3 separate regions of the Mus musculus genome follow, and all the other regions are linked to region 1. Evidence: chromatin contacts called from public HiChIP or PLAC-seq and promoter capture Hi-C data. All regions are on one chromosome and are shown on one strand. The core of a region is the stretch at or near the end of the contact, and the rest is flanking DNA. Distances in the headings are between cores, read along the strand shown.

Region 1 (3,691 bases), core at 612-3,111:
GAATGAGCGCTAGAAATACAGGCCATTGAATAAGAAAGAACGAGAGAACGGAAGAAAGAAGGAAGGAAGGAAAGAAAGAAAGAAAGAAAGAAAGAAAGAAAGAAAGAAAGAAAGAAAGAAAGAAAGAAAAGAAAGAAAGAAAGAAAGAAAGAGAGAGAGAGAGAGAGAGAGAGAGAGAAAGGAAGGAGAGAAAGACAGAGAGACAGAGAGACAGACAGGAAGAAGTATGGTGGAGGAGAAGGTTTACTGGAGAGGTGATAGTGTGCACAGTAGATATGAGGGAGAGCATAGCCCAAGGCAGGGACAGCTGAGAGAGTCCAGAGTGGATATGACCAGTAGACTGAGGCAGGCCACGGGAGGGGGTGGGGAAGCAAGAAAAGGGAGGGCCAGGAGACCAAGAGCCAAAAATGGTGGGGGGGGCGCTGTCATAGCCAAAATGACAGAGTTATATAGGGCAGAGCAACGGAGGGAAGGACTGCTCACCGGAGAAGTTTAGGGTAGAAGGCTGGGTATGCCAGCCAGGAGGACCCTGTAACTTGTAGGGACTGAGAGATGCTGGGAGAACATGACTGCCAAGCTACACTTTGATATGTTAATAGGGACCTCTGTTAGTCCTTTATCACAGGTTTGAGACCTAACAGCAGTGGAGCACTACAGACATCTTGGAAAGCATTTGAGAGGCAGCTCTAACCCTGAAACTGAGTATTCCGTTTGTTGCTAGCTGGAACACTCAGTGTTCAACAATGGGGTTGATTATTCGATGCAGAAACCAAGTCAGGCCCTACCTGAAAAGAACGCCATCTGAGAGTATCATGGAGCAAAGGGAAGCAAGATTCTAGTTTGTAGTATAATCTCTTCAGCAAGCCCGTGCGAGAAGTGGTGCATCTCATCTGAAGGAAGGAAGGCTGAATTTGAAGGCATTACGGTCCTGAGCATCAGCTAGCCTTATTCCAAATTGAACCTATCCGAGTTGGATGCACTGCACAAAACAAGTCAGTCTTCATCAATTATTCTAAGCGCTGTTTCAGGGCATCATATCAGTGCTTAGGAGGTAATCTATTAGAGCTGTTATGTTAAGAAAAAGACATTTTCTGTAAGATGTCCTATCAGTTAATGAATCCTGGAAAATCCCAATCAAATGTCATTTTAAAATCACAATATCTGTATCTTGTAATACGAAATGAGTCGTATTTTGAGTATCCTAATTGGGTGCAAAAAGCCTAAGACTTGTGTGTGGATAATCAAAACCCGTTCTTCCGGAGTCTCTTCCAAAGTATCTACTAAATGCACAATGTATCCACCTCAGGAAAGTCAAAACTGCTACTCGCTGGGCACAAGTTCAATCAACAAGTGTTTCAAGGGAGCAGCACCCAGGTGCGAGCCGCAATTCTCAGCACAGCAGGGCCTTGAGACTTTTGCCTGGGGCCTTGGGAAGGAAGCAGAGTTGCTGCCCCAGCTCTGCGCTAAATCAGACCCTCGGGGTACCGCGCTCCTCCCGGTTCCACGAGCCCAGGGCTCCGGGACCACGTGCTCCCTGCTGTGCTCTCAGCGGCCAGATAGGCTTGCGCCCCAGTTTCTGGTTCCAGAAAGCCGTGCTTAGGGTTTCTAGGATCCCACCCCCACCTCCTCCCAGCGGAGTCAGATGCTCCGCCAGGGCCCAGCAAAGTGTCTCGTCTTACACTCCGCTTCTGCACAGCGCCCCAGTCTCCACCGGCAGCAGGAGACTCACCTTAGGCATCAGGGCAGCAAAACAAGTCCCCAGCACTGTACCTCAACAATCCTCCAACAATCCTCGGGGGGATGCGGGACGCTCTACCCACTCCCCAGAGTCCTCACTTTCTATTTACGCGCCTGAGCTCTTGCGAAGACCCGGAGAAGACTCGATGGAATGGCAGGCGCAGCTCCCGGATCATCCCGCCGAAGTCAGCCTGCGAGATCCTAGATCCACGTTTTCGTGGATGCGGTGTTTAAAAGCTAGCGGTCCCGGCTTCAAAACACTTTGGACAGCCCCTTATTGGTACCTCTCCCGGCTATTGGCTCAGGAACGCATCAGGTCCTGGAAATTCTGGAAAGTACTCTATAAGAGCCCCTCTTGAAAGGAAGGGTACTGATGTCCTTTTAAGTCATAGGAGACTACGCTCACGAGCCAGGAGGAATGAAGCACAAAGTCAATTCCCAATTTTGTTAAACCAAGGCTCCCAGCAGGGGATTGCTTTGGTCTCAGTGTCTTAGACTGGCTTGTCTGCTGCAACTTCCCGGTGACCATGGGGCTGGGATACCTTGGTGACTAAGTCAGACCTCACTAATGAGATTCGACCTCTCATGCAAATGTAGGGGCACCCAGTTCCAAATACTATCAGTGTACATATTCAGATCATAACAGGTATGTTAGCCACGGCTAAGTGGAGAAAAACAGCATCTGAGATTGATTTCAATTTTTTATTTGGTTGGTTGGTTGAGTTGGGAGTTTTGAGACAGTTTCTTGAGACAGGGTTTCATGACAATGTAGCCCTGGCTGTTCTGAAGCCCTCTCTGTAGCTGGCCTCCAACTCAGAATGCCCTTGCCTTTATTTTATATAGTATCTCACTATGTAGCCCAGGCTGGTCCTCAACTCTTTATCCTTCTATCTCAGTCTCCTGAGTAGTGCTGGGATTAAAGGAATGCACTGCCTGGCTTGAAGTGAGCTGTCTTGGTTTCTTTGGGGGAGTGGAATTATTGGTTATTGGTTTTTGTTTGTTTGCTTGCTTTTTTTTTTTTTTTTTTTTTTGGACAAAGCCACTGTGGCACTGTGACACTGACCTGACCTTGGGACAATGTGGTGCACAATGGCTGGAGAAAAGAACAACAGTAATACTGCATTTATTTACCCAAATTAGTTACTGTAAGCTCTCTCAATACAGACTCATCGGTCGTTCCTGAGGCTGAAAGGTGGACAGTCAGAAAGTGTGTGACTGATCCTTAGGAAAACAAAATTTGTGCAGCTGAGAAATGACCTTATAATATTTGCTGTCTATAGTGCTGAGTATTAAATCCACAGGCATTGTGCTAAGCAGTTCCCGTACCCAGGCCTAAAGAATGTGCTTTACTCTAACAGGAATCTCAAATTTGAAGGGGTTTTATTATTATTATTATTATTATTATTATTATTATTATTATTATTAAAGTAATAAGAAGTTGGACCCGGTTGTTTTGAGGCATGCCTACAATCCCAGCACTCAAGTAGAGTGAGATAGAAGGCTAATGAGTTCGAGGCTAGCCTGGGCTACACAGAGGGACACTTCTAAACTACTTTTGAAAGTATACTGGTTGGTTTTGTTTGTTTGTTTGTTGGCCAACTTGGCACAAACTAGATTCAATTGGAAGGGTGAACCTTAACTAAGAAGATGTCTCCATCATATTGACCTGTAAACAAGTATGGGCCGGGGCGACATTTTCTTGGCTAAAGACTGATTTGGAAAGGCCCAGTATACTGTGGGATGTGCCACACACCATGTCTAAGAAGTTAGTCCTGGGAAGTACCAGAAAGGTAGCCAGAAGAGGAAGCCAGGAAGCAGAGTTCTCTCATGGCTTTTCCTTTAGGTCCTGTCTCAAGTTCCTGCCCTAACTTCTCTTCTAATGGACTATCAACTGTAAGGTGATAAAAACCTCTCCTCCCCAAGTTGTTTTTGCTCTTGTTGTTTTATCAGAACA
Region 2 (3,728 bases), core at 921-3,420, 2.0 Mb before region 1:
TAGAGATTGAAAGTGTTATAAATGTTAGGTCTTAAAGAACAGGTTCAGGGCAAGAAACCAGGATGGTGCCTTGTTCTTCAGTGTGGTGAGAGGTTAGATGATAGTGGTGTGTGTGTGTGTGTGTGTGTGTGTGTGTGTGTGTGTGTGTGTGTGTGTGTGAGAGAGAGAGAGAGAGAGAGAGAGAGAGAGAGAGAGAGAGAGAGAGAGAGAGATTGATTGTAGGGTGGGTTGAGAATATGCCCAACTGTCCTACATTGAGCTGACACATCTTGCCTGCAGGTGAGGGAGGTGGCCTTATAGATGGATATAGGAAAAATGCATTGGGAACCCAGAAGAGAATTCCCAGCTACAGAAGGTAATTTAGACCCCCGAGTTCCAAGCTATTCTCTGTAAAGTGACTAGAAGAGGAGACAATACTAAATTGTCTTTAGACATATCCCAGCCAGACTAGAAGAATCATGGATTGTTAGATCCAAAGTGACTTCCCAAAATGGCAGTGCTAGTGAAGATGTCCTAAACAGAACAACTCTGGTTGGGTAAACAGTAGCTTACAATGGCGGGTTTCTGTTTGCCAGGACTTTACCTTAATCCTCCCACAAAGGCAAGAGCTTCTAGTTCCTGTCAGTCTGAATCCTCCCCCTCCCCTGCCTCATAGAGCAGTTTGATCGCACTAAACCTTCCTTCCTACCTACTGAAGGGTCCAGTCCCATGGTTTCACTGTGCCCTCGCTTACATGGATGTAAGGTGGTGAAAACCACTGTTGTATTTCTGTTCAGGAATGGAAAGCTAAAGGGGAAAGGATGCTTTGAGTGAGATTACTTTGGGTCACATTTTGACCTTGGGATGGCCAGATGGTTCGTCCTTTTTTTTCCTTTTCTTCCTCTTCTTTCTTCTTCTTCTTCTTCTTCTTCTTCTTCTTCTTCTTCTTCTTCTTCTTCTTCTTCTTCTTCTTCTTCTTCTTCTTCTTCTCCTTCTCCTTCTCCTTCTCCTTCTCCTTCTCCTTCTCCTTCTCCTTCTCCTTCTCCTTCTCCTTCTCCTTCTCCTTCTCCTTCTCCTTCTCCTTCTCCTTCTCCTTCTCCTTCTCCTTCTCCTTCTCCTTCTCCTTCTCCTTCTCCTTCTCCTTCTCCTTCTCCTTCTCCTTCTCCTTCTCCTTCTCCTCCTCCTCCTCCTCCTCCTCCTCCTCCTCCTCCTCCTCCTCCTCCTCCTCCTTTCTCTCTCTCTCTCTCTCTCTCTTTTTCTTTCTTTCTTTCTTTCTTTTGGATATTTTCTTTATTTACATTTCAAATGTTTCCCCCTTTCCCAACTTCCCCTCCAAAAACTCCCTTTCCCATCCCCCCTTCTCCTGCGCACCAACCCACCCACTCCCGCTTCCCTGTCCTGGCATTCCCCTACACTGGGACATCGGACCTTCTCAGGACCAAGGGCCTCTCTTCCCATTTATATCCAACAAGGCCATGTTCTGCTCCATATTCATCTGGAGCCATGGGTCCCTCCATGTGTACTATTTGGTTGGTGGTTTAGTCCCTGGGAGCTCTGGGGGTACTGGTTGGTTCATATTGTTGTTCCTCCTATGGGTTTGCAAACCCCTTTAGCTCCTTGGGTCCTTTCTTTAGCTCCTCTATTGAGGACCCCAGATGCAGTGTCTGGGGCTGCCTTGCTGCTCCCCACATTGACCACAGCCATAGGTTCACAGTGTGACTCACAATGGTAAAGGCAGGGAAGAGCTGGCCCTTGCTCTCTCTAGGGGCTGTAATTAGCCTGGTATTTTCTGCCTTTTGTCATGGTAAATGGTGCCTGCCAGTGTTTTGCATGTGCTGGAACTGTGAAATAAATGACTCATTCCTCCTTCTCGGGAAGAAATTTAAACTTTCCCGAGGGACCACAGTGCCCTCCTGGCTCCAAGAGAAATCCAACTTTATTTCCAAATCACTCACTCTTTTCAGCAGGGTCCCACTTCTTGGGGAAAAGCAGCCCTCTGCTTGTTTAAGTCTTGTTTCTTGGGAGGTTGTGCGTGGATTTGTCCTGTTCGCTAGGACTCTTAAGTAGCTGGTCTAATTTTCTTCCAGGTCTTGGTAGGTAGCCAGCTTCTGCATTTATCAAACCCACCCATTGTTCCACAGCCGGCTTGCCTCAGTCCAGTCTTCCATTGCTCAGTCCACAAAGAACGGAAGAGAGGAGAGCCTGTCCACAAAATAGAGTCCTTCTCCAGTGCAGCTCTCTGGAACACCAGAAGGGTCATTTCCCAAGGGCTTTGGGGCCTTTTTTTTTTCCCGTCGGACCTACACTTTAGTTTCTGAATTGATTTACTAGCAAAGCCTCTACCAGATGTAATGCTCCTGGGGCCATCTGCTTTTGAGTATTGGTGTGAACATCACCTTAAAAAGTTAGACTTTATGGTCAGTAACAACATGTGGTTTGAGGTCACCTCCAGCTACCCTGTTCAGAGCAGCAGCAGCAGCAGTTAGCAATAACAAAGCAATAGCTTGTCCCTCATGGCAGTGGTCTAAAATAGCTCAAAAATAACATCCACATCGAAAAGGTCCATGCTGGACAAAATTTCCAAGGAGCTTCTCTTAAAGAGACCACAAAAAGTAACAAGAAAATAGGCAATCCAAGGCCCCCTTTCTCACATTTTGTAGCAACAGGTGGTGTTAGCATTTCTTCTAGGCTCCACCCCAGTTACCTGGCAACAGCCATGTATGCCCTATTCATTATAAAAGGGGCTGCTTGCCCCCTCTTCACTCTCTTCTCTTGATCTCTTAAGGTCTTCCCGCTCTGTCCCTTCTCTCCCCATTCTCCTCCTCCCTCTATCCACAAGTTTATGGCCAGCCTCTTCTCCTTCCTTTCTCCCTCCCTCCCTCCTTCTCCCCTCTGCCTTTCTCTGTCTCTACTACTCCCTCAACTCCTCTCCCTATGCCCTGAATAAGCTCTATTCTATACTATACTGGGCTGTGGCTGGTCCCTCAGTGGGAAGGGATGCCTCAGCACGGGCCTGCAGAGGCCCCACTTCCCTGAACCATACCGTGCCCCCACCAAACATATCCCTAGTCACTCCCCTTGAGGGACTAATTGAAGGTTGACTCCGATGCACTGGAAAATAAACCTCTTGCTTTTACATCCACCTGAGTCTCGTCTTGGTGTCTCATTGGGAGGTGGTGGGGGGATCTCGAAGTAAGCACTACTGACTGAGGGTCAGGGTCTTAAAACATCTTAAAAAAATAAAAAATTTCTCTGGGATTAATTAAAAGCTAATGAAAGAACTCAGTGGGGAAACCCCCACTCAGCTCCCGATTCGGCGTGCACCCAAGAATCACGAATAGAACACAACACCTTGATGTAACATCAAGAGGTTTTTTTAATGGCAGAGCTCCGGGTCGAAACGTATCTCACATAACAGGAGACAGTGGATTCAACCACGAGGCTTGGAAGCTAGGGGTTTTTATAGAAAAGGAGTGGGGCTGGGGGAGGAATTGGCGCGGTTTCACATGATTGGTCCATTTAAACATCAGCGGCCTGTAACATTTAACTTAGGTCAGAGGGGTGGGAGCTAGAGAGGCGATGGGCCTGCCCGGGCATGTCCTGGTCTGTTCTGCTGTGTTCTCAGCCCCAGGTTTCAAAGCTCACAAACAACTCTTTGGGCTATTTGACATACATTACATGAATTACAGTTTAATTTCGTTTCACTAACATGGATTTTTCTTTTGTTGTTAGAGATCTTGATCTATGCT
Region 3 (4,148 bases), core at 1,566-4,065, 2.2 Mb before region 1:
AGTAAGCCTCTTTGAGAATCTTAAGGAGCACCTTGGAAAATGCCTGAATTTTCCTTTTAAATGTTTATAACCAATAGTGTTTCCAAATATTATATCTCCCACACTGCAATTTTGTATTCTCAGCAAAAAAACCAAAACCAAAACCAAAAACAACAACTTTTTTCTTTTGGAGTTAAAAGTATGTGTAAAAGTCAGGTTTATACTGTAAGTTTGACATGGTTTTAAGGGCAGCCAATATAAGAGCCCTACTAAAAAATATATATCAGTAGATATATCTTTACACCAGTGAGCTGGTGCACCAACCCTTATGCACGAGTGGGAAAGCATAAAATACACTTTGAAAGTTCATGACAGATTTTTAAGGAAAAACAATTCCAAATTATCATGAAAGGCTGTTTTAAAACATCAAAATTTCCATAACAAAGCCACTGGGTGAAGCCTCCCTCACAACAGTGACATAAGCATAATTTCCAAAACTTTGGAAAGTCAATGAAATATATAGAATAGGAAACAGAAGATTAGATTGCAATTAGCTAGAATAATGAATTAAAACTCTTCCGTGGCTTTGATATGGCAACTAAAACTGTAGGGTTACCACAAAATTTGAAATTATAGAATTCTGTATATAGTAGTAACTGCTAAGGAATATGACATTGTATTTCAAAGGTCTAATTGTCTAATAATATTTGTATTTTAGTGGTACTAGTTAATACTCAGTTACCCAATGAGAATATATTCCTACTAGTACTTTCATAAAGAAATATACTACACTTGAGGTCAATCTCTGTTTCTGTGGTAATGGTCCTACAGGTAAACTTTGCAACTTTTTAACAAAGTACGAACTTTTAACAAAGTATGGGACTTTCTTTGGGGGTGGGATTTGTTAAATAGAAATTCACACTTTTGTATTAAGTCTATGTATCATCATTTTCAAGATTCTGTCATAGTGCAATGTAAATCTTAAGTTATCGTGATTAAAGGTCAGAATGTCACACTCTGTGCTGATCTGCATACTTCAATAGTCTGGAGCAGTTGAAGCAGCTAAACTATTTGGCTCTGGGGAGGTTGGAATTCCCATGAGAATTATAGTGATCTATGTATAACATAACATGAGAATCAGACTCCTTTTAAGTATAAACTATTAGAGGTATTACTAATAACAGAGGGCCCAAAAGAGGAGAAACTTCTTCAAATGATCATGATTACGGATCAGTACGTTTAGCCAATTACTGATTTCTAAATTCTGCCTGCTGGAGTTCAATTTCACGCTAGTCCAGGCATTCTTGTTCTTCACCACTGGCCCGACGGCCATCCATTCTCTTTTCCTTATGGCTGTTGCAAATTTTCCTCATCTCTTCTTCATACTTGATAAAATTCTCCCCAAACCTTGTCCAAGCTTTGAACGGAACAGTAATAGTATTACGGTAAGGCGGTCTCACCTCACTTACCTTCAGGAAAATTCCATATTTATTAGAGCCCACATCAAAGTAGAACCTTTTATTGTCCACTCTGAAAGAGGTCCCCTCTGGGAGTTCAAGTGGGTCGTCGTCTCCACACCTTCGTTCTTCTATGTCTCCTTCGCCGTAGTCTTCAATCAGCTGAACCAAGGCATCACGAAATTCAATCATACCTTGTGCTGGGAGGACAATAGTCTGATCCTGGCCCAAACTGTGGCCAAAGTAACCGATCATGCCAGTGCCCCGCATCATGGTTTGTCTAATCCTTAGGAAGCGACCTCGTTGGTTTTCCTTTAGGTCCAGGTAGTATTTCCTATTGTCCCTCTCTATATAGTCCGTTTTGAGGACACTGTGAGGATGCTCTTCTGACCCCACTGACACCGGTGGGGAGGGTGCAGAGTGCTTCTGCCGCCTCCTGGAGACTTGCTCTTTGCTCTGGCCATGCTCCTGTCTGTGGCCTTTCAGGCCCAGATGGGCATAGTGCTCGATGAAGTCGCCTAGACAGTCCTTCAGCTCTGCTGCTACCGACAGGGAGAGGGTCAGTTTACTCTTTCTGATATTGTCCTGCCGGCCTCTCCCTATCCAGACTTCGGCTATCTTTAGGAAGCGGCCCCGGGAGCTCTGCTTCACGTCTAGGTAAAACCTCTTTTTCTGGATGTCCACACGTTTGGAGGCTAGCTCCTGGATTTCGGATGTGCCCCCAGACTGATTAGGGGTGGCTGACGCGGAGTAGTGGGGGTAGTGAGAATGCTGGGCCTGGGGATAGAGTCTACTCTTGCTTAGGCCAGGGCCCCCTACATTCTTGCCTCCGCGGCCACGGCCGCCGCCGCTGCCGCCGCCTCCCCTTCGCCTGGCTCTTTCCATCTTCAGCTGCAAGTGACAAACAGACACACGGGGTGGGATGGGGGAGGGGTGTTGAGAACAATCGCAGACGCCCCTGGGTCCGCACTGCCCCCGCTGCCGCCGCCCGGAACCCCTACTCTGGCCCGGCTCTCGCGCTCCGGCCTCGGCCGGCTCCGCACCGCGCACACAGCATCCCCTCTGCCGCCCCAGGCCTCCCGCTCCGATTCCCGTACGCTGCCAGCCGCCCAGCTCCGGCTCGGCAGCCCCGGGGGTCCCAGCCAGCCGACACTCACATCATCTCCGTCACCGATGCCCTTCACGACCACCGCCGCCGCCGCCGCCAGCTCTCGGCCCCTCCGCCGCCGCCCCCCGCCTCCTTCCCCGCCGCCGCCGCCGCCGCCGCGCGCTCTGCCCCCCGCCGGAGCAGCGGGGCAGGGGCATCGCCTGCGGCGCCCACCGCCGCCGCCGCGCCTCCTGCGGCCGCTGCCTGGATTCGGGCACCGGCCCGACGCCGCGGGGAGGGCGGGAGGGAGGCGGGGAGCTGCCTGAGGGGCCGGGCTTGGGACCCCGCCTCCCCAGCCGCGCTAGCGGAAAGACGGGGGACTCGGGCTCTGCCTCCGGGCGCGCCCTGACGGCAGACAGCGCGCGGGGACCCGGCGTGCGAGAGAGCCGGCAGGAGAGGTGGCGGGAGGGTTGTGATTTCCCGCGACTCACCCGCACCTGCGTTGAGACTACATTTCCCAGCGTGCCCAGCGGCCGTCAGCTCTGAGCATGCGTGCTGCGCGGGGTGGCTGCGGTGGGTGGGAGGGCGGCGCGGCTGGGAGAGGTTGGGCGGGGCCGCGGGCGGAGTGCAGGGAAGGGCAGTCGCCAGACCAGAAGTGCACCGAGGCGCCCGTTGGTATAAAGTTAGTAAATGTGAGGCCTCTCTCGATGCCTGGGTCCTGGGCTTTGGTTCTCAGTCCTCCATAAATCATCCTGCTGGAGGAGAAGACCCTTAGATCTGGCTCTTCTCAGGGTAACGTGCCTTCCCCGCTTTTGCCTCTCCCCTTTGCGTACCCTGGGCTATATCTACGCATCTCGGACGCTTGTTTCTCTCTCCCACGAGGCTTTCTCTTGGGGTTGTGTTGGGGAGATTCTTGGAAAGGGAGCCTTGCCTCCTTTCTCCTTCAGATCCCCTGGAAAGGGGCCTCGGAGCCACAGGCCTCCTCTGGTCCCGTCAGTGGGCTTTCCCGCCTCTTCCGCCCCAGCTGCTGTTTATAGCGCTTCGGAGGCAGAGGTAACTGAGTCCGGGGAGGCAACCGACTTTCCACTACTGAGCAAATTGTTTTGGACCTCTTAAGGTTAAGTCATTGTACTAATGAGCATTTGGTCTTGTTGAATATGACTCGTTCTCCCATAGACCTGATATGTAAAAACCTGGAGAGCAAAAAACTCTTTAGGATGCTAATCCAGAGTCCCCAAATAACAAATTTCAGCCTTATTTTTCCCTTTGGTTTTATTGAGACCCGGCTTCTCTTCTGTAGCCCCTCACACTTTTAGCCCAGGCTGTCCTCGAACTCAAGAGAGTACGGCCTACCCTGTCATGCCCTCTTGATCTTTTATTAGAGATTGTATGCAAAGCCTGCGGCGTATAGGGCAGTTTGGTACTCGATGTCGTTGTATACTAGTTGTCCCCTGTGTCTCCTCTTGCTTTGAGGATGGAACCCCAGACTGGGACCACTCACCTGCTTGATACAGCGCTCTTCAATTGAATGGCATCCCAGCTCTGCTAATTCAGCATATAATTGTTGAGCGCTGCTGAGATAACAAAATGAATGAAACAGAAAATTTACCCATTTTTGAGCTCAC

What was found. Promoter capture Hi-C pulls out the DNA fragments that hold promoters and counts their contacts. HiChIP or PLAC-seq counts read pairs in DNA pulled down with a chosen protein or histone mark.
Region 2: a contact with region 1 is called in a promoter capture Hi-C map of stem cell-derived epiblast-like cells, with 4 times the contacts expected there. The contact joins the enhancer-like site here to the promoter of Fut10 in region 1. A contact is called at or near these places in 5 of 39 promoter capture datasets (the 3T3-L1 cell line, hippocampal neurons, liver and 1 more) and 1 of 115 datasets of contacts at active chromatin or transcription factors (large pre-B cells).
Region 3: an H3K4me3 HiChIP or PLAC-seq map of embryonic forebrain shows a contact between it and region 1, with 13 times the contacts expected there. The contact joins the promoter of Purg here to the promoter of Fut10 in region 1. A contact is called at or near these places in 2 of 39 promoter capture datasets (hippocampal neurons and stem cell-derived epiblast-like cells) and 2 of 115 datasets of contacts at active chromatin or transcription factors (astrocytes and embryonic forebrain).

What each region holds. Positions count from the first base shown.
Region 1 is chr8:31,185,501-31,189,191 of GRCm38.p6, reverse strand. It overlaps Fut10 (fucosyltransferase 10), which reads right to left and starts at 1,861. Exons shown (of 5, transcript NM_001012517.5): 1 at 1,730-1,861.
Region 2 is chr8:33,197,478-33,201,205 of GRCm38.p6, reverse strand. No RefSeq gene overlaps it. Among named protein-coding and RNA genes, the nearest start is that of Gm33281, 50 kb to the right of the region's middle. Within about 2 kb of position 2,170, at least 51 of the 459 cell types and tissues checked have an H3K27ac peak or open chromatin away from gene starts, as enhancers often do. A contact at or near this core is called in stem cell-derived epiblast-like cells, where this site is marked.
Region 3 is chr8:33,384,509-33,388,656 of GRCm38.p6, reverse strand. Purg (purine-rich element binding protein G) reads right to left here and starts at 2,815. Exons shown (of 2, transcript NM_001382855.1): 1 at 2,594-2,815; 2 at 1-2,327. The coding sequence starts at 2,321. The coding sequence ends at 1,269. Wrn (Werner syndrome RecQ like helicase) reads left to right here and starts at 3,130. Exons shown (of 34, transcript NM_011721.4): 1 at 3,130-3,315.